Regions from separate parts of the Mus musculus genome. Here all the other regions are linked to region 4. The links are chromatin contacts, called in public Hi-C and Micro-C maps. All regions are on one chromosome and are shown on one strand. The core of a region is the stretch at or near the end of the contact, and the rest is flanking DNA. Distances in the headings are between cores, read along the strand shown. Region 1 overlaps Slc4a4 (solute carrier family 4 (anion exchanger), member 4). Region 2 overlaps Slc4a4 (solute carrier family 4 (anion exchanger), member 4). Region 3 holds the start of Mob1b (MOB kinase activator 1B). Region 4 holds the start of Slc4a4 (solute carrier family 4 (anion exchanger), member 4). Region 5 overlaps Slc4a4 (solute carrier family 4 (anion exchanger), member 4). Region 6 holds the start of Grsf1 (G-rich RNA sequence binding factor 1).

The links. A called contact is a pair of places that touch in the nucleus more often than the background predicts.
Region 1: a Hi-C map of liver shows a contact between it and region 4, with 2.4 times the contacts expected there. The contact joins the enhancer-like site here to the promoter of Slc4a4 in region 4. A contact is called at or near these places in 3 of 39 promoter capture datasets (liver and neural stem cells), 7 of 484 Hi-C or Micro-C datasets (the HL-1 cell line, brown adipocytes and liver), 2 of 115 datasets of contacts at active chromatin or transcription factors (forebrain and hepatocytes) and 2 of 9 other capture datasets (adipose tissue and pancreatic islet).
Region 2: a Hi-C map of cortical neurons shows a contact between it and region 4, with 2.7 times the contacts expected there. The contact joins the enhancer-like site here to the promoter of Slc4a4 in region 4. A contact is called at or near these places in 2 of 39 promoter capture datasets (hippocampal neurons and liver), 7 of 484 Hi-C or Micro-C datasets (Th1 cells, cortical neurons, nephron progenitors and 2 more) and 4 of 115 datasets of contacts at active chromatin or transcription factors (embryonic limb bud, embryonic stem cells, fibro-adipogenic progenitors and 1 more).
Region 3: a contact with region 4 is called in a Micro-C map of embryonic stem cells, with 2.4 times the contacts expected there. The contact joins the promoter of Mob1b here to the promoter of Slc4a4 in region 4. A contact is called at or near these places in 3 of 39 promoter capture datasets (embryonic stem cells, pre-B cells and stem cell-derived epiblast-like cells), 5 of 484 Hi-C or Micro-C datasets (embryonic fibroblasts, embryonic stem cells, nephron progenitors and 1 more) and 1 of 9 other capture datasets (adipose tissue).
Region 5: a contact with region 4 is called in a Hi-C map of uterus, with 2.0 times the contacts expected there. The contact joins the enhancer-like site here to the promoter of Slc4a4 in region 4. A contact is called at or near these places in 2 of 39 promoter capture datasets (hippocampal neurons and liver), 2 of 484 Hi-C or Micro-C datasets (both in uterus) and 2 of 115 datasets of contacts at active chromatin or transcription factors (fibro-adipogenic progenitors and forebrain).
Region 6: a contact with region 4 is called in a Micro-C map of embryonic stem cells, with 4 times the contacts expected there. The contact joins the promoter of Grsf1 here to the promoter of Slc4a4 in region 4. A contact is called at or near these places in 2 of 39 promoter capture datasets (hippocampal neurons and liver), 15 of 484 Hi-C or Micro-C datasets (cerebellar granule neurons, cerebellum, cerebral cortex and 9 more), 2 of 115 datasets of contacts at active chromatin or transcription factors (embryonic stem cells and pancreatic cancer cells) and 1 of 9 other capture datasets (adipose tissue).

Annotation. Positions count from the first base shown.
Region 1 is chr5:89,030,697-89,035,161 of GRCm38.p6, reverse strand. All of the region lies in intron 4 of Slc4a4 (solute carrier family 4 (anion exchanger), member 4), which reads right to left. Among named protein-coding and RNA genes, the nearest start is that of Slc4a4, 150 kb to the right of the region's middle. Within about 2 kb of position 2,256, at least 11 of the 459 cell types and tissues checked have an H3K27ac peak or open chromatin away from gene starts, as enhancers often do. A contact at or near this core is called in brown adipocytes, hepatocytes and liver, where this site is marked.
Region 2 is chr5:89,140,474-89,145,099 of GRCm38.p6, reverse strand. The region is part of intron 13 of Slc4a4 (solute carrier family 4 (anion exchanger), member 4); the gene reads right to left. Among named protein-coding and RNA genes, the nearest start is that of Gm35855, 83 kb to the left of the region's middle. Within about 2 kb of position 3,264, at least 20 of the 459 cell types and tissues checked have an H3K27ac peak or open chromatin away from gene starts, as enhancers often do. A contact at or near this core is called in cortical neurons, where this site is marked.
Region 3 is chr5:88,719,024-88,723,723 of GRCm38.p6, reverse strand. Mob1b (MOB kinase activator 1B) reads right to left here and starts at 2,853. Exons shown (of 6, transcript NM_026735.2): 1 at 2,603-2,853. The coding sequence starts at 2,616.
Region 4 is chr5:88,884,992-88,889,433 of GRCm38.p6, reverse strand. Slc4a4 (solute carrier family 4 (anion exchanger), member 4) reads right to left here and starts at 2,174. Exons shown (of 27, transcript NM_001359211.1): 1 at 2,110-2,174.
Region 5 is chr5:89,121,504-89,126,121 of GRCm38.p6, reverse strand. It overlaps Slc4a4 (solute carrier family 4 (anion exchanger), member 4), which reads right to left. Exons shown (of 27, transcript NM_001359211.1): 9 at 3,563-3,720. Among named protein-coding and RNA genes, the nearest start is that of Gm35855, 100 kb to the left of the region's middle. Within about 2 kb of position 2,436, at least 11 of the 459 cell types and tissues checked have an H3K27ac peak or open chromatin away from gene starts, as enhancers often do. A contact at or near this core is called in uterus, where this site is marked.
Region 6 is chr5:88,672,793-88,677,429 of GRCm38.p6, reverse strand. It overlaps Grsf1 (G-rich RNA sequence binding factor 1), which reads left to right and starts at 1,259. Exons shown (of 10, transcript NM_178700.5): 1 at 1,259-1,672; 2 at 3,581-3,737. The coding sequence starts at 1,319.

The DNA.
Region 1 (4,465 bases), core at 1,007-3,506, 150 kb before region 4:
GTCCACACACCTAGAAACAGGGATACAGAACCTGAAGTGTCTGCCCCTGTAGCTAGGCAGGACCCCCAGTAGAGAGATAAAGACAAAAACCCACCTACAAAACTTAACAACCCCAAACAATTCAGGCACAAAGAGGGAGCAGAGACTGAGCAAATGGCCAACCAATGACTGGCCCAATCTGAGACCCATCCCATGGAAAAACCCCTCGTCTTTCTTAGATGAGTTCCCATTTATCAGTCTCTGTATATCTGTATTGCCAACCGTATAGCCTGAATGAGAACTAATCATTACAGCCACACATACACACTATAAGTAAATAATAAATATTTTTAGCTTATATGTTGAAGTCTTATGGGTTTGGGGTAGTTTTTGTTGGGTTGGGTTTTGAGATATTCTTACTCAGTAGTCCAGCCTAGCCTTGAACTCGTGGCAATCCTTCTGCTTCAATTCTCCATGTGCTGGGATTATAGATAGAGCCACCATATCCAGCTTTGTATGTTGAAATTCTAGTACCCAGGGCAAGACCTTTTGCAACTTAGAAGTACCATCGAGAGCACATTGGCCCCACCACACCGAATGTGCAAAGCCCTTAGTCTTGGACTTTATATACTCCAGAACAAGGAGAAGCAAGTTTCTACTGTGTGTAAGAGATATGGTTTATGGTATTCTGTCAGAGCAGCCTGGATAAGCTAAGACAATCCTCAATTAGCTAAGCAATATATGCTTAAGAAACTTTTCAAAAAGGGGCATAATTCACTGAATCTCTTTCTGGCCTTTCCTTTAACCCTCTCTGCAACATATATTGCTGGTAACTAACTGACTTAATGCAGGAATCAGGATAAGTTCTTCAAGATCAATAAGAAATCATAACTTCCAACTGGGCTGGACTTTCAGAAGAGCGCTGTTCACCCTGATGGATCCCACCTACCCTGCAGGTCAAGATCACCATAAGGAAAGGAAGTGGAGTTTCACAGATAGCCCACTGTTTATTCCTATTCCTAGCTCATGCCTAACTTTAACATCCATTGCACTTCAACTTCCATTAATATTGAATGCTCTGATGAAGGTATAACATAGCTAACAGCACATGGGGACTCGGATATAATGCCTATCAAATGAGTCTACCACTCTACTTGTTCCAAGGATGGTTATACCAATATGCCCGTTTAAATTTCCTGTAGATAGTTTTCATCCCAGAGTCAGTACATGCTCTGTCTGCATGCCTCACACGTCAAGGACAAACTTGAAAAACAAAGCACCAACACTCCTCAATTCAAATCAACATCCATTAAAAAGAAGGCTAAGGCAGAAAGAACAAAGTTCAGACTATCCAAGCGCCAGACATTCTACAAAGGTGCTTTCGACCCATGTAATTATGTTTTTTTTTTTAAAAAACAGACACTTTCACTGTGGCATGAACTGAAAGCCAGCACCGACCCTTCACAATAACTATGAATAGCTCCACGGTTGCAATGGATTTCTGGCATTTTTTTTTCCTCTTGTTTCAGTACGTGACATGCTACAAGAAAATTAATCTTAAAAAGCTGACTTTTTAAAGGCTTGTGATTACAAAATAGTTGTACCCTTGGAGGGGCGGTTTATTGGGTGAATTTTATTTATTCCAAGGTCTTAGAAGAATAATGATAAAGTACTCTGCAGTTTAATACACTTTGAGTGGCTGCCAACCAAAGAGCACTTCGCTCACTTGTTGAAGAAACAGAAGGCCCACTGGGAATCACTGAATTTTGCAACTTTCCAATCATATGATTAAATATAATTAAGTAAAGGCAAGACCTCTAACTTTAAAACCTGCCAGCTCCATAGCGGAAAATCCTCATGACCTTTGTACTAGAATACAATCCAACTGTGTAAAACTACTGATGTAATAATAATTAATTTCTTGCTAATTAAAAAAATAGTTCATGATACATAAAAGAAGTCAATGCTAGTATGTACCTATATAGATAAATGCTATTTTAAGGAGAATTCATAAATTTCTAGATGAACTGCGATAAGTGTTGCATATAATTACCTAGATATAATGATGTCTAATTACAAGGGTGATCAGATTCCCTAAATAATCTACTTATAGGGAAAAAAGATAAATTTGGTCCAACAGGGAATTTTTCAGAGTAATCCACTAGAGAAAGCCAAAGATCTGTAGACTACAGAGACGGCAAACTCAGAGTGTAAAGGGCAAGCCGTTGTTCTGTGGCCCTGACCTGAAAACTGGTTTCCCAGAGGTGATCTGGGTCAGCATGCCCAACAGAAATACAAATAAACATTAGTTTGCGTCGTGTTCCTGGACATGACACACCGATGCCCTTTTCCTTTGTTGGCTAATGTTTCTGAGAACTTGTGACGGCTTGGTTTTCAGCAGGTTTGGCAGCACAGGTTGGATTACATAGTGTTGATGATCTTTTACATATATCCAGGCAATAGTGATGATGTTCAGCTCCGGACACTAAAAACCCACGAAGGGGAAACTGAGAGTAAGGAGATCATTTTGAAAGAGCTAATATCCTAACTCACCTGAAGAAGTAGAAGAAAGAAAACTCCATCCCTTCCTTATGATTTTGGGCCATCATCAAAGCAAGACTAAGGGCGACTCCTTAATCTCTGTGTGTTGGACACCTGAGAATTGATTCTAATAGGTTCCTGTTTTGCTTTGGTTTCAGTTTGATTTTGTGTTATTTCATTTTGGGACACAATCTCATATTCCAGCCTGGCATCAAACTCACTATGTAGCCATGAACTTCTGATACTCCTGACTCTATCTCTCAAGTACTGGGATTATAGTCACTCACGGGCCACCCAGCTCAGTTTACTTTAATGGATATTTAATGAAGAATATAGGCGTCTTCACCCATTGTAACTGATTCCATTTCATGACTGCAGTCTTCCTCAATGTTGTTTTTTGCTAACAATGACAGATTCTGAAAGTACCCTTTAAAAAGACTAGCACTGTCTCTCCATCAGTCAGACACCCTCATCCAACATGAAAAGTCTACCCTGCACAGTCGTCAGCTCGTGCACTATTTTGGAAAAACAAAAAACAAACACAGAAAAATTCAAAGTTCTACCTTACCTTATAGGAACAAAAAAACAGAAAAAAAATATGCAGAAGAAGCGAACAAAGTTGACCACCACTTTAAATCCCACTTAAGTAAGGCTTCTCTTGCTGATAATATGTTATTCCTGCTATCTGAGAACCAAAGGGACCATCTCCTCTATTACTGAAAGCATTTTCATTGTTTGAGTAGAAACAAACAAAAATTCTCAAAGTGGGACTCAAACCACAGTAATGCCAAAGCTGGTTGTAGAATATTCTTAGTTAAATAAAAGCATCAGTCAACTGAAAAGTACAAGACCTTAAAGGGGAAAAAAGAATGGCATTGGGTCTAGGCCCACACTAGAAACCACATCTAATTTGACAAGTCTAGAGTGTTTGTTCTCTTTAGAATAAAACTGTCTACCAGCACCAGTGCTTCAGGGAATGCATGTCCCTCAGTGGTAAGGCTTTTGTTTAGCATGTGTGAGACCCGGGTTCCCAGCACCCTGTTACACACAGCCCAAACATGTCTATCCACTGGGATTTTCAGAGGAGAGAAAATAAATTCAAATATGTTTGCTAGGTGGAGAAAAAGGGAAATTCATGCCATACCACCACATATGAGATAAATCTCTGTCATGAACTTCATTTTATTCATCTGGGAGGTTTGAGACCTTTTAATAGGGGGTTGGTAATTTCATCATGACTGGAAAAATCCACATCACAGATAGAAGTCAAATGTCACTACACAGAAGATTCAGTGTATGTCACAAGTACAGATCACTGGAGATCTAAATATCCCCAGAAGCATAGACACTGTCAAACCTTTCCACAGAAATAAGGGACAGCACACTGAGAAACAAGGTTTCGTTTCTCTGCGCATTCACTGTCTCACCCCTGTTCCTTGAGTATGGCTGTGCAGCACATAGTTCTAAGCATAAGAAATGGGCTGCTGAACAAGGTAAGTGTAAACCCTGCCCACACAGAGATTTAGTTCTATTAGGAAGCAGGATAGCAAGGTAGATAATATGCTAGATAGTGAGAAGTGCAAAGGTCAAAATAGAATAGAGGATCTGGGATAAGAGGTAAAGGCGGATGTTTCAACTCAAAAGTCTGGTGATAGACGAGCAAGTCATGTAGGTAAGTTGGGGGGTGTCTGTGGCACAAGGGAGTGGCAAGTACAGAGTCCCTTAAAGACTAGAACAGCTATACACTGGAGCTCTAGCAGGATGGACTAGAGAAAGAGACAGAAGGCTATTCCAGTAACTCAGGGTGAAGGGTCTATAACAAAATAAATGCACATATAAGGAGCAATTCATTGGAGGTTTTTCTAGTCATCTAGGTAAGAGATGGTGAGATCCTCAACCAGACCTGAGGCAGTATTGGACAAGAAATGTGGTGAGATGCTGGAAT
Region 2 (4,626 bases), core at 2,015-4,514, 250 kb before region 4:
CAATATCACTGTGATATGATAAGCTTTAAATTTTTTTCTTTTATTTTCTATTCATAAAGAGAAAATTTAGCTCATGTTTGGGATGAGTTATATGAACGGTACAGCCTGCCGAATAATAAAATTGAATTTATGTAGATGAGTCCTTGAATCTGAAGTTTAGCCAAGGAAAAGAAACCAAGCAGCTGATGCCACAAGAAACAGTAAGGCAAATCCAGCTCAACTGCAATGTTTACTGGTGTGTGTGTGTGTGTGTGTGTGTGTGTGTGTGTGTTGAAGCAAAGGTCTTGGTTTGTAGCTCAGCCTGACTTCATTGTTGTCTAGGCTGAAATCAATCTCATGCCTACCTTCACCTTCTGAGTGCTGAGACCTGTATGGATTTTAATGTCGTGTCCCAGCAGAAGCTAAATCCTATTATTAAAAGTAAGTTAAGAATGACACAGTGGGACGGGAGAAGCAGCCCAGCAGTTAAGAACACACATTTGCTTCTGCAGAAAGCCTGGATTCAATTCCCAGAACCCACACGGTGCCTCACGACTTTCTGTAACTCCAGTTTCAGTGGGTAAGAAATACCCCCCCCCCCGGCCTCTGCAGACACTGGGCACACGTAGGATCACACACACACACACACACACACACACACACACACACATTAAAAATAAAGAAAAAAAATTTAAGGAAAGAAAGAATGCAAGTATTGAGGTCAAATTCAGGTCACATGAGAATTATTTGAGAAAGTTCATATGTGTTGATTTGTTTGTTATATACTCATCCTTCATATTCACACAGAGCAGTTAAGTAGGTATCTCTGCAAAACGACAGGAGATGAAGCCTAGAGAATGAATTTTCAGAGCTCCCAGGTGATTCTCCTGAGGTCCAAGTTTGAGGTACACCCATTGGACATCTCCCTTCCTCCTTCACAAGAGAGTAAGAGCTGGTTACTCGCACCACACATCCACAATGGGGGAAGGGTGGCTGCAGAGCCTTTGTTTTTAATCCCACAATGAGGCACTTCACCCTCTGTCCTGGACAAAGGAAGCACCCAAGATCAGCATGGTCATGCCCCCTGCTGTTATGCTTGTCATAAACAAGATTTCAGGTCACACTGGCAGCAGGAACTAAATAATCAGGGAAGTCAAACTATATCTCTGAGAAAAAAACCGTGAGCCCAGGACATCAGCAAGAGAGTTTGAACTCTCGGGGAATAGAATGAGGGGCAAGATAGAGACGCCTTCTGTTCTTTGAAGAGCTGTGAACATGTATGTGAAACACCCAATTCTAGTCTAACACTACACAAAAAAATCAATTCCAGATGTACAAAACAATTAAACGAGAACATAAAAGAGCTGAAGTATGTGGGGAAATATTTTTCTAATCTTTGGGAGGGGAAGCCTCTTTAAATATAGCGTGCAAACAAGAAACAAGGGCAGGGGAAGGCTTGAGTGCTAAAGTTAAAATCTGTACAGCCAGAGACGCCACACATACAGTTAAAAGACATAGTGGCATTAGAAAAACACTTAGTAAATCTTTGCCAAATAAGTAAAGGAAAACACCATTATTATACAGGGAGTTAAGAAGAGAAATTAAATGTCTCCAAAGGAGAATATAGCAAGAATACAAGCACAGGGAAGGATGGACGGTCGGTGTCAATGTGGACGAATACCCAGGCTCATTAAAACAACAGGAGTGAGAGCAAATCAAAGCAAGCCATTCTTTTTCAATACACAGCATAACGAAAGTGAGAATCTAGGGTGAAAAGGTGGGCAAGTGGGAACTCCTGCCCACTACTGGTAGAAATATGAATTAGGATAATCTTTGTGAGTATGATTTGAAATAAATAACAACTATAATCAATATATTGCACAATAATTTTGCTAGGGACTTACCTTAGGGAGAAAATTATAAACAATAAATATATAGTTGATGATCACAGTATTCTTTATAAAAGAGAAAAGTGGGACAAACTGAGAATATAAGTTTATTAAATAAATTATAGTGCATATATCATGTGATAGCCACTAGAATTATGTTAAAGAACCTATTAAAGTAGGAAATGCCCACAAAATATGAATATATAACCTCATTTACATAATATCCTACATGTTTATCTACCTGTGAATGTATATTTTGCAATATGTATGAAAAGATATAATGAAAATGTCATATTGGAGAAGCTATTTTCAAAATAGCCATAAGCTAAAAATGATACATTTTTACTTTAGCATCATTTGTGATGCCCTATCTTATCCAAATGGCTTTAATTTTCTGATCATCAAACAAACAAAGCTGACAAAATCTTTCTAATAAAAAAGTACCAATGACTTGACTTCTGTCAATTAAACTTAACTCAGAACTGATAAAGCAAGATTTGCATGTGGAGCCGTGTGTGTTCACTCATGCTATGTGCAGGTAAGTGGAGTGTGCGTGTGTTTATGTATATACACATGTGGGGGGGGCAAGGTTGTCATCAGGAGTCTTCATTGATTATCCACTACCTTATATATTGAGGAAACAACTCTCAACTGTGCCCAGACCTCACAAGTATAGTTACTCTAGCTAGCAAGCTTGCTCGAGGGATATCCTGTCTCTGCCCCCCAGATTGCCATCATTACAGGGGATCTGCCATGCCCTCCAGCATCTATGTGTGGGGATCAGCAGCTCTTGAGATCTCAACTGCAGCTCTCAACACTCTCAAGACACACACTTTAGCCACCGAGACATCTTCTTAGCCTGTGAAACATGTTTTGAAAGCTAACAGTTCCTTTCTAGACCCTTGTAAGCAAGATGGATTTCTTCCTCTGTCACTAAACAGGCTTGCTTTCTTGGGCTGACCAAAATATCTGCTTCGCATGTGGAAGCTACAATATGCTGCTATATGGGTTAATAAGTTTTTGTGTTTCCTACTTCTAAAGGAAAAGCATTTCAGTGCCAAAGAGCAACAGTCAGACAGCCCAATATTATTGTCTATTTCTCAGTAAATTATCAGTTCATGCCAATCCCACTGCTGCAAGCTATACATGACAGGCAGTGCAAAGAAGCACCTTTCTCACCGACACAGAAAGGACACTTTTCCAACTTGAGCAGATTGGTGAAAATCTCTCAGCACAGCAGAATGTTAAAATAAAGCCTCAAATTTGGAGATGCCAGCTAAAAATGTTCCTTATTATGAGACAAGTTCTCTTAAAATGTGCTCTGTTAGGCTCCATAAATATCACGAATTTCACAGAATGCTAAAAATCTTACTGCACTCTTTTGCTGAAAGGTTTGTGAAAATAGGATTATATTTACTCCTGAAAAAAAACTTAAGATGGCTTTCTTCACTCTAGACTATGCTTAGTCATTCACAATCAAAAGTACACTTCCATTAAAATATGTTCTCTGTATGCTAGAGAAGAACAATTCTTAAATAACACAGGGCCTGCCACCAAGCCTCCTCGAAGATTCCTTACTCTAACACCCTCCTCAAAATTTAAGTTATTACTCATTGTGTTAGCAAAGAAGTATTTTCTTTATAGGACTACCAACTGAGCCTAGGGCTTTCTCCAATGTTAATCAAGTGCTCTACCACTGAACTATTCCTTCAACTCTTCGTTTACTTTTATATTAAGGTAGAGTCTTATTAAGTTGCTCAGGCTGTCCTTGAACTTGAAATCCTCCTGCCTCAGCCTCCTGAGTAGCTAGAATCACATCCCTGTGCCATCAGGCCCAACTCCATATAATAGCTCTGAAAATGAAAAATGCTTAACTGTAATAAATAGTGGACTGTATATATATATTAAAGATAAATTTTAAGTATCTAAATAAGCAGAAAAATATACTTGTTTGGTAACCAAGAATGTAAATATGATATCAGCATGAATGGTGTCATGGTTTAATTATGGAGGGGATAAGATTTCAGAACAGTGAGGCCGAAAACCATTTCCTTACTATATGGCAAGGAAAGTCGAGAATCAACTGGATGGGATTTACCCAGAGGGATAAGTGATGCACCATTCTCAAACGTGAGGAACTGATGGTCCTCTATACTCTAATAAAGAGAAATGGGCACAAGTTGAGGTTGGGTGCTACAGGAATGTAAGGTTGATGCTTGGCAACATAGTTCAGTTGCTCCAAGAAACCCAAGCTAAATTATAATGCCTACACTTATCTATATACAAAATTTGTACATGTCCTCTTGGTAAGCCCCAGCATCTTCTAAGAGTTTCCTGGTTGACAAAATATATCTGCTAACATTGGGGAAGACACAGAGTTATTTGTGCTGGCATTACAATTTTATCAAACTGTCAGCAACTATAGCCTCGGCTGCTTTATTCTGAACACAGTTCTATGAGAAATGGTCTTTGCCACTTCAAGATGACTTGTTTCCACAAATGCATGCACACAGAAAAGCACAATCATACATACAAGCTTATAAATAGATAAGATACATTTATATTTCATAAAAGATGTTATAGAGATGATATATGATGGTAGCTAGATGATAGATAGATAGATAGATAGATAGATAGATGATAGATAGATAGATAGATAGATGATAGATAGATAGATAGATAGATAGATGATAGATAGATAGATAGATAGATAGATAGATAGATAGATAGATAGATAGATGATGGATGGATAGATGAT
Region 3 (4,700 bases), core at 1,604-4,103, 170 kb after region 4:
TCTATTTGTGACCTTGCTAGAAAAATTGTTTCTCAAATAATACAAACTCTCTAGATGATCACATTAGTTATAGCAATATATAACTAACATTCATCAGTTAAAAAATGAACTCATCTACCACATGCCTCACCTAATACTGAGTCACATAAAAACAGGACTCTATTACATGTGTATTCAGGGAGCAGCACTAGCCCCTTTCCAATCACCAAGTCAGCCAAGTATGGCCCTCCTATACTTCAACCATGTTAGCTTATGAGTTCCAAAAGACACAAGCCTGTCAGCTGCATCCATCCACACTGCTATTTTACAGCTTTTATCTTCTTGAGAACAGAATGAAAGCAATGTCAAATTACATTCAGCATGAGAGTTGCTTGGGTATGCTGATTAAAGGTGAACTGTGAGACAGACAGCTTACTGTAGAAGCCACTGGGTTTCTCTCCTCTAGTACTGGCAAACTCAGGATCAGCCCTAGAATAAATTTACTATTGAGTTCAAGGTATTAGGCAGGCTGACACAAGCCAGACCCTGTGCCTAGGAGAAAAATGTGTCCAGGGCTTTTCATCGTGTTCAGCTTTGCCCCAACACCCTAAAAAGAAATGGTACCCTAGCTATGAGCATGTGGAAATAGGGGTGCTACCAATGTAGTGACTGAAACTATGGGGGTGGGGAAAGAGAATCTGAACAGAAAAAAATGGCTAAATTCTGTTTGCTCCACAACAATAAAAGAGCATTTATGAGGTAGATTACAACGCTGAAGGGTTTGTTTTTATTTTGGTTTTAAATTAGAATTCTGAGCACCTGGGTGACTCTGAGAAAGCTTTCAAAAGAGTTCCTCTTCAGTGTAACCTCAAGGACCTGAAGCTCCAAGCCCTTTCTGTCTTACTTTTGTGCTCTGATCCCCACCCTCACCTCAAACTGGTCTGAAATACACGGGGAGTAAAATAACACCCAGCACTAAATGTAACACTGAAGTTGGTCTTAGCAGACGACTGGAGAACTACAGCCCAGTGGACCTAAATCAACCCTGAGAACAATACCCACATCCTATCTGGAAGGTGAATGAAAAAATACAACCTCTACAAATCAAGAAAGCACTGCAAGAAGCAGGGTGCTAGAGTCCCCAGACCCTCAAGCAACCCTGTTTTGAAATCCCCTCTATGGAACTTGGCTCTCTCCCTTTCTCAACCCTAAGACCTAACAAAGATGTAAAAGGGGTCTGAGTAGTCAGATAAGAACAATCCATCTTCCAGGCTTGGGACTCAGAAAACAGCAACGGGCAGCTGGCACTGAGCCGGGAGACCTGGCAAGTGTTGGATGACAGTCAGGAGAGTGGGGTGGGAGGTAAGCATGGAAGTACACACATGCACACACGAGTGGGAGGTGAGCTTGCAAACACACATATCTCTATCAAGAGAAAGAGACAAAAGGACAAGAGACAGAGGTGGAGACAAGCAGGCAGGCAAGCGAAGATGGAGCCAGGTAGAGAAATGCAGAAATAGACACTGGGGTCCATGACCCAGGTAGCACACTGGGACCTGAGAAGCAGCCAGCACCCCCAACCCCACCCCGACAGCACCAAGTGGACAGGGAGGCAGGGCACCCCAACAGAACATGAGGGTAGGGAGCAGTGTTCCCCCCACCCCCGCCCTCTGACAGCACCAGGAGGATGGAAAGGCAGGGTCCGACAGCACCAGGAGGACAAGGAGGCACGGCCCTGAGAGCAAGCACCAGGAGGAAGGGGAGACGGGGAAGGGCAGCTCCAAGACAGGGAAGCAGAGCCGGGCAGCACCGAGGACTAGAAGGCAGGGACGGGCAACACAAGGAGGACAGGGAGGCAGGGCTCCCAGACAGCACCCGGAGGACGGGGAGGAAGGACCGGGCAGCACCAGGAGGACCGGGAGGCAGAGCCGGGCAGCACACGGAGGACGGGGAAACAGGGCCGGGCAGCACCCGGAGGACGCAGAAGCAGGGCCCGGCAATAGCAGGAGGACGGGGAGGAAGGGCTGGGCAGCACCAAGAGGACCGGGAGGCAGGGCCGGGCAGCACACGGAGGACAGGGAAGCAGGGCCGGGCAGCACTCGGAGGACGGAGAGGCGGGGCTCGGCAATAGCAGGAGGACGGGGAAGCAGGGCCGGGCAGCACCAGGAGGACGGAGAGGCAGAGCCGGGCAGCACCAGGAGGACGGGGAGGCAGAGCCGGGCAGCACCAGGAGGACGGGGAGGCTGGGTCGGGCAGCACCAGGAGGACGGGGAGGCAGAGCCGGGCAGCACTAGGAGGACGGGGAGGCAGAGCCGGGCAGCACCAGGAGGACGGGGAGGCAGAGCCGGGCAGCACCAGGAGGACGGGGAGGCAGAGCCAGGCAGTACGGAAGACTAGAAGGCAGGGACCGGCAACACCAGGAGGATGGAGAGGCAAGGCTCCCCGACAGCACCAGGAAGATGGGGAGGCAAGGGCCGGGCAGCACCAGGAGGACGAGGAGGCAGGGCCCCGAGAGCACCCGGAGGACGAGGAGGCAGGGCCGGCCAGCACCCCGAGGTCGGGGCCTCTGGAGCCCGGGGCCCAGGGGGCGGCGGAACAAAGCCGGCGCTACTGGACTACTTACAACAAGAAGCTCATGTCGGCCGCGGCGTGGGCTGCGGGCTCGGCTGAGCGAAGCCTGGGGCGGCGGGCTTGAATCAGAGAAAAGGTGGCGGAGGGGGAAGGACGCGCGCCGGCGGCGGAGCGGCCGCGACTTCTCCGGCTTCGCTACTTGCCGCGGCCGGCTGAGGGGCGGAAGTGGAAGGCCAGGACTCGGCAGGCTCACCGGACTGGAAGCAGAGCGGCCGAGGAAGCACCGCCCGCCGCGTCCTCCTCGCAGCCCCGCGCTCCCGCGCCGAAGTCTCGCGAGAGCGAGCTCTGGCGCCCCGCCCACATTAGGATTACCTTCGGGTCACCTCTGCCTCCCGCACAGTCCAGCTGAGAGCTTGCCCGAGCACGTGACCTGGGGGGTTCGGAGCCCAGCGGGGAAGTGGACCTCCGTTCCAGGACGCCTGGGTCTCATGGATAGGGAGGGAGTCGCCATCAGAGAGGACAGCGGAAGGCCTTGGACTCGCTTTCTGTGCTCTGATTTAGGCAAGCACCCCACGAACTGAGAGCCACATCCCCAGTCCCTCTACGCCGCCCGCACTTAAAAAAAAAAAAAAAAAGTTTTTCTGCTTGTAACGACTTGGGGGGAGATGGAATTTTGGGAAAGGGAAATAAATGTTTTAGGAGGTAAGATCTTTATTTGAACAAGCTAGCTGTCTAGGGAAACGGAGGGAGCCCAGGAGAGCTGAGGACCAGATTCCCTGAGGCAGGGACGCTGGTTATCCATGGCCATACGGATTAACTAGTTGTGGAGTCCCTTCGAAGAACTGATGCCCAAAACGCTGGGAATTATTCAGCCAGGCGCTCGAAGGAACTTTAGTTCTCACCTGCTTAAGAGGCTGAGGGCAAAGCTTTATGTTTAAAGACTGTTTGATGGCTCCTGAGATGATTCAGCCAGTAAAGGAACTTGCCACCAAGCCTGATCGCCTGGAACCCACGCGGTAAAGAGAACCAGTTCCCACAAGTTGTCCTCTCATTTCCACACAAATTAAATAAATAGATAGTGCGTGGTGGTGCTTGCCTGAATCGCTATACCTCAGAGATGGAGGCAAAAGGATCACAAGTTTGGAGTAAGCCAAGACAGCACAGGAAGTTGTTTGTTTGTGTGTTTGTTTGTTTGTTTGTTTGTTTTTACCATAGGAGACAGTGGTATTCTTTACTCGCACCTGATGCTGAATCGAGGAATTTAAGTGGAACAGTGTGCAGATAGTAGCCCAACTTGAGCTTAGCGTTCCAAAAGACAGAGGATTCCTGAAAGTGATGCAAATATTCAATTTATCCGATTTCATTTCTACACCAGTAGTCAGCCGCGTTGGCTAAATGGTTTTAAAAACCTAAATGCAAGAAACCCGAACCTTCTATTATCTCAGGAACAGCAAATAATAACGTGAAAAGACAGCTTCAAAAGCCTTTAAGCCCAGAACTGGGAAGGCAGAGGTAGGCAGATCTGTGTGAGTCTAAGGCCAGCCTGATTTACATATGGAATTCCAAGCCAACCAGAAATAACATAGTGAGCTGCTGTCTAAAAAAATCAAAAATAAAAAAAATAAAACAGACAGCAAAAGGATTTACTATGATAAAAAAACAGTAAGTTGGTGATGTAAAAGCCTTATATTCAAATCTTGATATAATACTACTTACTATACCATATATAATTCCATAAAGGTCTTCCAAAGGCGAGATTTACCTCACCAGGTTAGAAACTATTTGAGGAAGAGTAGTTGAAGGAGCAAGTCAGAGCCCCAGTCTCACCCACTCTTAACTGTAGTTCTGGCAGCCAGACATGGCTGTGTGCTTAGAAAAGAAGGCTACCGAGACAGGAGAATTAGTTTAAGACCGGCCTGAGACTGTATTTCCAGACACTGGCTCAGAGAAACAGTATAGTAAAGCTTTTGATATTTTAAAATCTTTTGATTGGTTTGTGGTTTGTTTGGTTTTTTGGGGTTTTTGTTTGGTTGGGTTTTTTGTTTTGTTTTGTTTTGTTTTGTTTTTGTTTTTTGAGACAAGGTTTCTCTATTTAGCCTTGGCTGTCCTAGACCTTGTTCTATAGACCAGGCCAGGCTTGTACTCAGAGA
Region 4 (4,442 bases), core at 925-3,424:
TGCATGTTATCAGAACAAGAGATCAGAATCTTCAAATTGCACTTGCCAGAGCTCAGTGAAAAATGAGATTACCACCAGGGTGTGCTGGGAGATGTCCCAAAGGTTGCCTGGCTTCCAACACATTTTTTATTTTTTTTTCCTTCCACTACAGTTGCCTGTCTTCCTTTTATACAGTATCTCTATAAATCCAAATGTCTTCGTTTAAAATGATGGCACTTGTTGTCATACACTGCGAGTTCTCTTATGTTGACAAAGTGAACCAAACGGAACACATCAGCAAATTGAGCATACTTCTGGCCACCTGAAAAGTGCACCTGCCTTGCATGTCTTCAAAAATAGTCCTCAACCAGATAATGATACTGACATTTTCATGCTGTAAGACAGAAAGGGATGAGGCTTTCTGCTTTCTCAAATATACCTGGCACTACCAAAATATCCCATTTTCTGTCTCTCACCCCATCCATATATGTGCCCTATACCTCAAGAATTCATAGCAGAAGTTTCCTATCCTACCTAGGTATGGGAGTTTTGTACCATCTCACCTATACCTGGAGATATGGTAAAAACTATTAAATTTCACCATTTAATGTGAGAGATCAGAATCCTGTTTAGATTTAACTTTAAAATGAAAGTAAAAGTTTTTCTCTGCTATGAAAGCTTTACAAAGCAGGCACGCTTCCTTTGAATGAAGTACAAATAGCCCCAGTCTAAGGTACAATAATGACTGGAAAGTATTTCGCTAATGTGACAAACACAAGGACCAGGGTTCTTAGAAACATTTATTTTTAAGTCTTTGAGCCGCTGAGCACAGGACTGGCTGCCAGAGAGAATCTCTTCAAATCACAGTGAGTATAGGCACTAGTGAGCAATACACACTTCCATTCAGATAATATCGCAACCCTAAGTCCCTGATTAAGAAAGGGAAGTTCGATGCAGCGCCTTAAGAAAGAGCCTTTCCAGGATTCGAGACTGTGTTATTGCAGCCCAGCGTCGGGGAGTTCTCACCCAGAGCAAGTCTGTCTAGCACTGAAGTGAAAAGGGAGAGAGAAGTTAAGTGGCAAGGGGAAGAGAAAGGTGCTTTGAGCACTTGAACTTCAGACTGGAAGAACTTGCTGCAGGCAATCTTGCTGAGAAGGTGGGGCCTCTAGGAGTGGAGAAAGGCAAAGCTACACCTTTACAGGGAACCGAGAAGGGCTCTACTTGCTAGAGCCAAGGCAGACATGCTTTCTTGGCGTTTCCCAAGTTGAGGGGTTTTCTTTTCCCCTTTTGTTCTCGGAGAACTTTCCTCTTTGTGGAGCCCGCTGCAGTTAGTTGCTGTCGCTCGGTGGCTGTTCTTAACAGACTGGCAAAGGCTGAGGGCAATGCACTTAAGAAAGGAATCACCTGTCCTTGCCAAGATGCACATGCTGCCCAGTACCTGAGAGAGAGCTCCACGGTCGCCAGCCCACAGAAATCCCAGTTTAACCTCTGACTCCCCCCACCCCCTTGCAAATAAATGTGTGCCGCTTGCAGAGAATCTGCCTGACTCACCCCCGCCTCCGGCGTGCCAGGGAGAGATGCAAGTGCCCGGTCCTGGAGCGGACAGTGAAGTAGGGACCACGGCCTCGATGGCACTATTGCCCCAACCTCCAGAGCTTAAGGATCTGGAGGTGTGTCCCCCCTCAAGCAGGTTCCCAGCCACACCGCGACCACCCGGGCTCAAGGAAACACAGTGTCACTGCTCTTGAGCCCAGCCCGGGCGTCTACTGGCCCCACAGTCGTGGCAACAACGCCCGGTTACGTGCAGGCGGCTATGCAGTAGGGGGAAAACAGAACCACCCAAAGTCGTCATCTGAACGCTTAGACAGAATAAAAAGTACTTTTTCCGCAGCAACAGCAGCGGTGTCCACACTTCTCCGGCGCCCAGCCCAGGGGATGCCTGGCCCGCCACTGACCTCTCTCTCTCTCTCTCTCTCTCTCTCTCTCTCTCTCTCTCTCTCTCTCTCTGCGTCCCTCCCTGGACGCACCGAGGCCGCCCGCGCGCCCTGCGGGACTGCCACCCAGTGCCCACCCCGCGGGCGAGGCATGGGGACGTGGCCGACCCTCCCTGCCACCGCTTGGGCCACTCACCTCCTGGGGTCGGGCTTCCGTCGCTCCTCCAGCTTGGCGACCGAGTGTGAGGCTGCAGCGGCCGCCGCCGCCGCTGCCGCCGCCGCCGCTTTCGCCGCCACCTCGGCCGCCGCCGCCACCTAAGCTCTGCCCCGCGCGCCGCCGGGGCTGGGAGGCGGGGGAGCGCGGGGACCCGGGCGGCGTGGGCTGGGAAGTTGGCGCGGCCGGTCGCAGAGCGCGCGGGGCAGCGGTCGCAACTTTGGCGCCGGGTGGGTGGCTGCGCACTGTGCGTCGGGGAGGCGGCCGAGGGGCGAGGGTGGCCGCGGGAGGGTCGGCCCCGCGGGGAGGGATCGGCGACGCGGAGCAGAGGTGCTGGCCTCGGGGAGGGGACGGCGGCGGCGGGGCGGCTCCGCTCTACTCTGCCTCCCGCAGTTCCCGCGTGTGCGCCCGGCTCTCTGTGTGGCTGCCGGGAACCGACGCTGCAGCCGAGGCCGGGCTCGGGGATGGGCTAGGCGGCCGAAGCTGTGCGGCGAGCGCGAGCCCGCGATCCATATTTAAAGCGGCGAGTGGCCACGGCCGGCCCCCTGCCCTGCCCTCGCTCGCGCCCGCCCGGCCCCCTCGGCTCCCGGCCGCCGCTCCGCGTCAGCCGCCCGAGCTTCGGAGGAGGGGAGGGGCCTCTGGCTGCGCCGCCCTCGCCGGGGGCTCAGCACGCTGCGCCCTCCCGGGGCTGGAGGGGGCATCTGGCCCCCGACCCCGCAGTCTCGCCTTGCCAGGCTTCTCGCAACCAGAGATAGGTTCAACTTTTCACCCAGATGGCCTCAGTCCCCCCACATGGGAAGAACCTGAAGTTGCCTGCCCAGATCATTCCGGATGCTACTCTACAAAACTTGGCGTGTGTTGGTAAAGAAAGTGTTGTCAGCGCCCATATCAAGTCACCAGTCATCTTTTTTGACAAAGAATGTCTGGGGGACACAGGAGTGTCATTGGTGGCTTATGTCTGAATTAAGGAAACACCCTCAGCCATCTAAGCCAGGTTCTTACATTTGCAAAATGATCTTTCATATTTACTATGCTGATGAAACTAATTAAATACCCCCTTGCCAAGCAAATCACAATTATGTCAATAGCCCAGTACGACTGCCGTCAGTCCTTTAAGGTGTGAGCAGTTGCCAGCACAGACACTATCTAATGTTCTGAAAACTCCTGTAGAGTGGCCATTTAATGGGCTTATGCCGCATATCATATGGTGCAAGCATGTCTGTGTTTCCTGTTCATGCATTTTGTATGTGAAAGTCACCGTTGAGCCACCCAAATACATAAGCACGGGAGAAGTCACTTCACATACTAACTCTTGCTTCCAACACTTCTAACATAGGTAATAAGATGCTTGAGAAGGGGGACTTTGGGTGTAGAGGTAAAATAGGTTAATAGTAGAATCACTATTTTTCTTCCTTTCCTTTCCTTTCCTTTCCTTTCCTTTCCTTTCCTTTTCTTCAGTATCTAGAACTAAAGAAGATACATGGTGTCTCCCCTGGGGTTGGAGAAGCAGATACAGAGGTTGTGTTTGGGGAAAGCTGGTGTGTATAAAACCCTTACTCAACACTCAGCAAGCACTGGGAACCACCCCAAGTTGCCTAATGTCTGAAATTAAAATGCACTAATGTCATGTGTTTGGCTGTTGTCATTTCTGGCTTACGTTCATGTTCACACATTCTACAAAACCTACGGCAGCGATAGGGGCAATTGAGAAGTGAAGGTGGAACAAGACATGATCTTTAAATCCCCCCTGAGCAATTATATTTTGTCTCTAGGCTAATGTTTAAAGTAACTGTCACTCCTAAACACACAGCAAGACTCAGCAACCCCAAAGCTCATGAGCAAAAAAAAGAAATCACTTTTGTATTAAGAATTTGCCACTGCTGATCAGCAGTTTTTCATGCTGTGGATTATGTATTTCAACATAGCTGGCAATTTCTCATTATAGTCGTGAACCAGCCATGAATAGTCAGCTTTAGTGACTGTCTGAGAAAGGAAAAGTCCAAGAAACACATTTCCCATGTGCTTGGCTGCAAAATACGTCAAAATGCCCTTCATGCAAATTGATAGGTAACCCCTGGAGGCACCTTATTATCAAGATTGGCAAGAATTTGCCCTGTAAGGGGGTACAGAGCTGGTGAGCAGGGTGGGGGTGGGAGGCGAGAATGAGTACTGTGGAGTGAAATTTGGTATGTGTCTTAAATTAATGAGAAAAGAATTGGCCTTGGCTGACAGCCTGCTAGCCCTGTTATCACTCTCCACTTGGTGTTTGCGATCCCACAATTAAAAAGGCATGTTCCATTTCCTTTCCTATTGAT
Region 5 (4,618 bases), core at 1,187-3,686, 240 kb before region 4:
CCCGGAAGCCTTTCTCTTTATTAACGAATTACTAGTGAGCATTGCATTTGTGTGGCCAGAAGGGAAGAGCCCATGTTGACAACTCAGGAGGGAGAAAAGCGAGCTCATGTTACTGGGTTTCTTCTACTCACGCTCAACTACCGATGCCAGAGTTAGAATTTAGAATGGCTCCTAGTTGTCTCCAGAGTCTCCAGGAGGCCCCTTCCTACTTGTGCGAATTTTGTCAAGTAACTAATTATGCCTACAGAGGATGCCTCTGGCACACTTCACAACAAAAAGAAAGACCAGATGATTCATGTCCAGAATGAGTGAGTGGCCTATACTCTCACATTCTCAAGATGATTATAGACATAACAAGTGCACGATCAGAAAAGGAGTCAGCCTTCCTAAAGCACCCAGTCTGTTTAGAAAGGATGCGTCCCCTGCCTCCTGATAGATCCCAACTATCTCCTGAAAACCCCCAGCATGTACCCATCCCTTACTCCCTTCTCTGGAACAGCGGTGAATCAAACAACCCATTATGCAGCTTTGGAAGATGTAGCTAAGCTGTAGCCTCTACAATAGACTCATGAGGACCCCACACCATCACTGCCACCATACACGCAGTGAAGGACAGACAATCCATAGTGGGAATGCTATCTCAACCCCTCTAATATGCTCTAATGTTTTTAAATAATTAAGTGCAAACTACTTCTTATAGGAAATGTTGAAGAGAAATATTGCACTACTTAAGAATCTAAAGCTCACTGCCTAGCCTTTTACCTTAGATCAAGATCCAAAGGAGACAAACTGGTTTACACTTGTTATTGCTTCTTACCGTCGTCCAAAGTGTCTTCTCTTAACCCATTCTAGATACCTCTCTAAGTTGTCCCTGAATTTTGGTTATAGAGTCAGAAATGTGAAGTTCTACTACTAGCTAATAGCAAATCTTCCCATTGCCTCCATTCCAAGGCTGCTAATAGGTTATAAAATGCATCATATATATAATATATGATTATGTGTGTGTGTGTGTGTGTGTGTGTGTGTGTGCGCGCGCGTGCGTGTGTCACTGGGAGTTTATGTCTGTGACTGGATATATTATATATTATATAATCTATACATATATTTATATACATATATCTGTGACTGGGGATATATATATATGTGTGTGTGACTGGATATAATATATATAATATATATATATCATATATATGTGACTGGATATAATATATTATATATACACTATATAATATGTGTGTGTGTGTGTGTGTGTGTGTGTGTGTGTGTGTGTGTGTAAGAGACTGAGTATAAAGTCAAAGCAAGAAAATTGCCTGCAAAATATTAAAAATACATCCCATCAAGTCACCAGACATCAAAAACTAGTGTGTTTGCTTTGACATGAAAAGCCAGACCCACTCCTACACAGACACCTACCTACCTACTCAGCCATTGACAGCCACAGTGCTATAAGTAGAGGCTGCAATGGACAAATAAGGAAGCCTGTGAGCTGAGCTAGGAAAGAGACCCGAGGGCCAGAATTCTGAGAAGGCCCCCGATAGGAAAGATAGTAAAACTGTTTCCCAGGAAGAGTGATAACAGCACTCATAGCATAAGTCTCCTCTCCATCTAAGGGGAAATCATGGCCATGGAAAGACTTTTTAAGTATGCCCGCAGAGCAACAGAGCAGTGTACAAGTTAAAGCCCATCATGGGGTACAGACTGGGTTGTTCACAGTGACTACACATTCCTCATGCAATTTCTATTATTGGACTTCATAGGATGTCATCACTGTAAATATCCTCATATTTACACGCACATAGACACACACAGACACACACACACAGACACACACACACACACAGAGAGCTAAGGAGCCTCTCTACTGGTGATTACAGTTTACCCTGTCCAGAAGACAGCAAACAGATAAAGTATCTCCTGGAACAATATTAATATCGGAGGGTATATTGTTGAGATTATAGCTCTGAAATCGTTTTATGATATTGAATTACACCTCTTCCCTGCTCTAAAATAAATGGCTTCACTCCTCTCGCTCATCAGATGATACCATATTTCAACTCTAAATTAATACTTTCCTCGGGTGCAGAAGAAAATGAAGAAAAAAATGGGGCAGACAGGAGGGGATGGTAAGAAAGACACACGAATGGTCATTGTTTCCTGCTTCCTGTATGTGTATCACTGCTTAAGCAAAGGGCCTTTAAAATGTTTTTTTATTTGTAGCTTCTACAGAAAAAAAAAAAAAAAAAAAAAAAAGGTAATAAAAATGAAAGCGCAAAAACAGTCTTCTTTAACACTTCTCGGCATGTTTTCTCTTTCAAGCCCTGGTAAAGTTAGTGCAAAGACATAAATAAAGGCACCGGGGCACCGAGCTGGACTCCAGCCATCCTGAGTCAGCGGCTTGCTAGGTGACTGCTCGGACAGAACTGCAAGCCTCTGCCAGAACGGTATAGAAAACACCAATCACAATCAGCCCATTAATTGCACAGTTGTGACTACCTCCTCTCCAATGCTGCATACCCAGGGTCTGTCCCAGGTATTTAAAAAACGATGGGTGGGAGGAAGACTTCCTGATCAGGAAGACTGGCTGAGCTGAAAAGGGCTTTGGGACATTTGCTTCTCATTTTCTTCCTAACCCAGCTGAGAACAAACCTTGAGACTCTTGTCATGGTTGGTTAACCATGCTCAGATCATCTGAGTCTACTCAGAGGGATCTACAGCCCTTCCTGTTCACGTGTAAAAACTTAAAAAGAAAGAAAAAAGAAGTCACCTAACTCTACCCTGGGTCTCTACAGCTAACACATTCCTCCCCCAAATCAGATGGTAATTTCCTGGTGGCAACCTGAAGGTCCAATCCTCTGTAGCCTCGTTCTCAGCACAAGTCTAAGGGGGGGATTAGCATCTCTTCTGCTAATCTTGTGCCTAAGTTGAGCACCCAAGCCACTAAGTACAACTTCAGAGACAGCTGGCAGGATAGCTTCTAGGATGACTTCTAGGGCAAGAACAGTAGAGTGTCACATGATCGTAACATAAGCAACGCTTCCTTTGAAGGCAAACTGGCATGCTTAGTATAAAGGGTATGGTTTTCAGTGCTTAGAGTCATGACCAAGTTTTTACAAAGATGCTCACTTACGTATGTGCATGCATCTCTGTGTTAGTACTTCTACATGTGTGAGCCCAGTCACACTTTCCTGATAAGACGGAGGACATAAAAACATCTACGACCTCTGAACAACTTACTAATTGTTCCATTTTGGACAAGGAATTTAAACTCAGTGTCTGCACACAGCTACTAGAGTTTGCTTACTAAAAGATTTATCATATGATTATAAAGAATAACCCACAAGAAGAAGCCAGCACACATGGGCCAGTCAATCACTATAAAGGCCATTACTATTACTATTCAAGTAACATGTGATTTAAGAGCACACCTGTCGGCCAGCCTCTGTTTCAAATGAAAGCTCTCTGATGCAGAGTGAACCCTCGCTCCACTGATTCTTGGACCTAAGTGGGATGGCATTGTCCTATAAGCACCCTGTGAATTCTAGTGGGAGGGAAAGCAGCTTACCTTGTGGGCACAGGGACCTCAGTCAGGGCACCCAGCATGACAGCCTGCTGTAGGCGAACAAAGGCAATGAAGGGAGTGTCCAAGAAGTCAACCTCCCCAACAAGCACATTGGAAGCTTCCGCATCTCGGGGCAGTTTTTTCATGAATTTATTCTTCAGCTGCATGGGAAGGGCCAAGAAAATATAATTTATTTCAAGAGAAAAATAATAAAATATACCATATACATAACTCCTAGGAAACCTCTGTAAATGAGTCTTTACACAACAGCACTTGGCCAGGCACTTTTGTATTATGACTAGCCATTACAATTATAGTAAACATTTATCTGTCCCTTCAAAAAAAACATACTAAGGGTACAATAGCATATGATACAATATTATTAGTATGCAACCGATCTCCATTAATTGATTTATTTACTCACTCAGTACACTACTGAGAATTTGCTAACAGCAAGAAAATGACCTAAATCACAGGGCTAGCAGAAAGAAAGACTCGTTTCATATCCTGATTAGGGGGATTATTACCTAGGGGGAAATAAAATAAGATTTAAAGTAATGATCAAAACTAAGAAGGAAAATAAGACAGATAAGAAAGTACTATTTTTCAAAGTTGTCAAGGAAGGCGTCTGAGAAACACATTCAACAGTGGAGAAAGGGCACAAGCCATGTGCAAACACCTAGACTGAAACACTGTGCAAGCAAGGGAAAGCCTTTGAACAGCAAGGAGGTTGATGGCTAAAGGAACAGTGAGAAGCCAAGTGTGGGAAGCTAAGACGCAAAGGCAAGACGAAGAGCTGAAGCTTCACGAATGATGGGGACCATGTCATGAGTCCCCAAAGGCCATGGGAAAGAGTTTAAGAAGGTAGGAAGATGTCTGCTACATGATGTGATTGTGACATTGGGGGCTACGAGTATAGAATGCCACAAAACAGAAAATCACAACCCTGAATGTAAACATAGGCTAAGAAAGGCATTAAGACCCATACCCTGGGCCCCTCTGTCCTTCTTAGAAATAGAAGGCATTGTGGGGACAGTGGCAAAGACATGTAAGAAGAGG
Region 6 (4,637 bases), core at 10-2,509, 210 kb after region 4:
AGGTTTTCTATTCTTTCCTTCTTGGACAGAAATATGTTTTCATTTGTGAAATACCTGGTTTTCTTAAATCTAAAAGGAGTCCAGAGTAAACAAGCCAAAGTTTAAGCCCAACCATCTTAAATGTCTCAAAGGTAACTTATCAGAACGTAACCTTTCAAAAGTCTGTACTGGGGCTGGAGAGATGGCTTATGGGTCTAGAGTGCTGGCTGCTCTTTCAGAGGACCCAGGTTCAACTCCCACCACCTGCATGATGGCTCACTGCTGTCTCTAACTCCAGGGCCAGGGGATCCGATGCCCTTGTCTGGTCTCCGTGGCCACACCCATATATTAATACATTAAACTAATAATAAAAAAGTCCGTATTGTTTTAAGATGAATACCATAGGATGACTGCCATTACATAGTTAACTTAAAAAAAAAAGTTTTAGAGCTGGCACTGGGATAAAGGTGAAACAGTGGAAAATGTAGGCGGTTTCTTTACTTCTGGAAGTTGAACAAGAATTGAATTTCAAAAACTTTGAAATATGTTAAGATTTTCCACGATAGAGAGCCCTATATTGGTCTCCTCACCCCCACGAGGAGGTTGGGGTGATCTAAGCGATTACCCTGCCACGGAACTACACTACCCAGTCACAGAGATGCCTCCTAACCCCACCCCCGCCACAACCAATCAGCCTCTCCTTCATATTTTTACTCTAAGAACTCCCATTTGTCTTTAGTTTTTTATTTTTATTTTTTTACCTTTGACAGGTCCTTGCCACATAGGAGAAAACTGCACAACCACTCATGTATTTATTTGCAAATCTCTACACCTTCACTTGTGACTATATTGTCTAAGGAAGGCTTTATTTTATATAATATATGATAAATATTATATACATATCTCACATATACTATAAAATCAGTGCTTCCGTTCAAAACAAAGTTGGCCTTCTGCACGAATTTTGAGGTTGGGGTATCAACGCCCCCTCAGCGTCGTCCCAAAACGTTTTAGAGCTAGGTAACCCATTCCTTCCGGAAACTTCGCCGGGCCTCGGTGACCCGCAGACCTCAGCTCTAACCTGAGCAGGAGAGCCTGGGACAACTTCCACTCTGGAGGCGCTCAGGTCACCCCACCCACACCCTTACCGGCGGGAAAGCCCCGCCCCGAGGGCGGAGCCTGGGCGGGGCCGCTCGCTCACCTCCGCCTCCGAGCCTCGTCTCAGCCCCGGGTGCGCGCGGCGCATGTGCCCGGTGCCCCCTCCCCCGCCCTGGATTCCACTTCCCCTCCGCTCGCGCCACAGCGGCCACCTCCAGGCCCCGCGCCGCCTCCGGAGCCGATGGCCGGGACGCGCTGGGTGCTAGGCGCGTTGCTCCGGGGCTGCGGCTGCAACTGCAGCAGCTGCCGGCGGACCGGCGCCGCCTGCCTGCCTTTCTACTCCGCCGCCGGCACCTTCCCGTCGGGCGTCTCTGGCCGCCGCCGCCTGCTGCTACTCCTCGGGGCCGCCGCGGCCGCCGCTTCGCAGACGCGGGGCCTGCAGCTCGGGCCTGCGGCCGCCGGGAGGCTGGCGGGTCCCATCCCTGCCCGTCCCTCCGCCGCCGCGGCCGCCGCCGCGTCCTACTCGGCCCTGCGCGCCCCGCTGTTTCCGCGATCGCTGGCAGCCGCCGCGGGCCCGGCGCGGGGTTACAGTCAGGTACGTGGCGCCGCGCGCGGGACCCTCGGCGGCCGCGCGCCCGCGTCGGTCTGTCCGCGAGCGCCCCGCGTGCGCGCCCGGGGATCCGCGGCACGCACCGCACCCCCGCCTCCCTCCCGCTCCGTCCTCCTATTGGGCACGGGAACAAGGGACGCTCTCACGGCCCCGGCTCTTCTTGTTTTGTTCCCTCCGAGTCTGGGCGGTTGGGCAGTGTAAGTGTGGCTGGGGTGAATGTAGAGGCCTTGTTTCCCGCCGGGCCCATGGTAGGTTTTGGGGGCGCCGCCGACGCCCCCCACCCCGACTCCCCCCTAGCCTTATGCCCGCTGGAGGTGAAGCTGAGCGGCCAGAGCCCGCGGAGGGTCGGGGCCGGCCGTGCGTGCGGTGGGAGCGGTAGGCCGGGCGGCTCGGGCCTCCTCGGCCGGCCACCGACGCGCAGCCCCGCGCGCACGGGAGCGTGGGCTAGCCTGGGACAGCCCCCGCGCGTCCCTCTCCCTTGTCCGCGGGGAGAGGCGGGCGGTCCACCTGACTGAAGGTCACCTCTGCAAGTCCACTCGCCTTGACAGAAGGACCTTTGGTGCAGCGGGGCTCTGCGGACGCGGAGAGCTGTGGGGAGACCGTGGGAAACTGGGAGAGAACGTGTGTGTGTGGGGCGGGGGCGTCCGTGGGTGAGGACTTGGGGGCTTCGGTTGTCACTCCACGATCTTTTCCCTTGTTTCCCGTCTTTTCAGAAAGACATTGTAAGAATTCATATTGCAAATATTTGGTCCTCTGTATATGTGGGACATTTCTCTTTTGCGGTTTATGTGGCATCTGGGAAGTGTCTACCTAACCTGGTAACGCCACTGGCCATGTTTATCTTAATTTAGTTTTGCGTCTGCTTGAATTAGTGATATCTGGGTGGTTCATCTGCATGGCTGATGTCTGCCAGTAGCTGAGCTAATTGATTTGAATCCCGGCCCAATACTTTCTGCTGCACTATTTATTTATTTATTTACTTATTTATTTTGTAAAGATGTTTATGGAATTCTGGGGAAACAGAAAGTAGCAGTTTGAGCCCCCTGCCGCGCCTGTCTCTGCTGTTGCCTTTTCTGTTTTTTTCCCTTATCCACTTTCTCTTACATTAGTCTTTTCAAGGCGTTTACCCATGTCCCAATGCCTTTTTATTAACTTCCTTTGCCTACAAAGTGAAGTATCCCTTCATAGAGCCCAACACAAAATAGCCAGCTGCTGTGCCTTTTGCCTTTGGCTCTTCATTTTACTGTCCAGTTTGGGCAAATGTGTTTGCTGTTTTTCACATGCTAACACTTCCCCTCCCCTCCCAAATTGTAATGTCCTATCTTTTATATCTCCCATCTTTATTCTTTTTTTCCCCTGTAGTTTTCTATTTTTTTAATTTACAGGATTTTGTATTTTTATTATAACACTTAAGGCATCTTGTTCTGTATCTTGCCTTGTTCCAGATAATCAGTGCTTTGAGATGATGGTTTGAGGTTGTGTTTTGTGTATGGGGTGATTTTCAATTAAGCGGTATAATTTGTCATTGTATGGCTTTTAATGAAAGTACTCTTACTCCCAGGGTTTGGAAAGTAGCCCTGCCCTTAGTGGTAGTACTACCACTGGAATGTACTTGTATATCACCTTAGGATATAAAATATAAACGTAAACCAAAGCCATCCTGGTATAGCTAGCCTGGTAGCCAGCACTTGGGAGACTGTGGCAGGATGGTGGTGCATTTGGGGTAGCCTAGGCCACATGGGCGAACACTTTTCAAACGAAACAAAACCAGAGGGTGGAGAAGTGTGCTTCTCACCTCTGAAATAATCTCATCTGCATCTGTTTGTAGAGTTAAGCAGTTTTTCTAAGTAGGTTGTCAAAGAAATGTCTTTACGATTGTTTTCTTCTTGAAAGGAATCCAAAACTACCTACCTGGAAGACCTCCCACCACTGCCTGAGTACGAGTTGAGCCCATCCAAGCTAGGAGACGAGGTGGATGATGTTTATCTCATTCGAGCTCAGGGGCTGCCGTGGTCCTGCACTGTGGAAGATGTTCTTAACTTTTTCTCAGGTATGTCTTACGTCTGTTTTAAAGAAGCAGTTTTGTTGGAGGCAGCTGTGAGGGTGAGGAATAGTCCCGTTCTGGCTGATAATGACCCTTCCATACCATGTGCTGATGCTATATGCAGAACATGCAGATTTAAGACTGAATATAACAGAAGTCAGTAATGCTGAAGTTACAGAGTGTGACGCCAGTTAACAGTCATGTTTTACTATGTGAATAGCTAGAGGAGCTGTTCGTGACATATAACTCGTACATTGAACTGAGTTCTCTTTAATACGTTTGAGAGATTTCCCACTGTGCGGTCAGTTTTTATTGCTGCTATCTGACTGTGATTTTAAGTCTTCCTCTTAAAACTGAATGTATCAACTAATGTAAACAAGATGGTGTCATATGAATCAGACATTTTATAAGCCACTCACCGGTTATTTTTTGGGTTTGCATAGGAAATGGGCAGTATAAAGTTGTAAAGTTAATTACTGTAATGATTATTTTTACAGAAAGTACTTTATGGACATGTTTTTAAAGAAAGACAACTAAGAATGAACATCAGTTGCTGGTTAATGATTGGGAAATGATGCGTTCTGTGCTTGGTTTGCTGTGCCCTCTCCCCCCCAGCACTCTCTTTGTGTGTCTTGAAGCTCACTCTGTAGACCAGGCTGGCCTCTGCCTCCCGAGTGCTAGATTAAAGCTGTATGCCATCCATCTTCTCTATGTGGAACATTTTTAGACTGCCCCCTTCATTAGCATTTGGATGGTTTCAGTGCCTGAGCTTATGTACAGAATCTGGGAGAAGTCGGGGGAGGGGAAATAATAATAAAAGTATATTTGAAAACTGAAGAATTCGGTAAGCATTTTTTGGTTCCTGCATTGTTGTGATGTGTAAAATTGAGACAAAGCTTTGCCTTC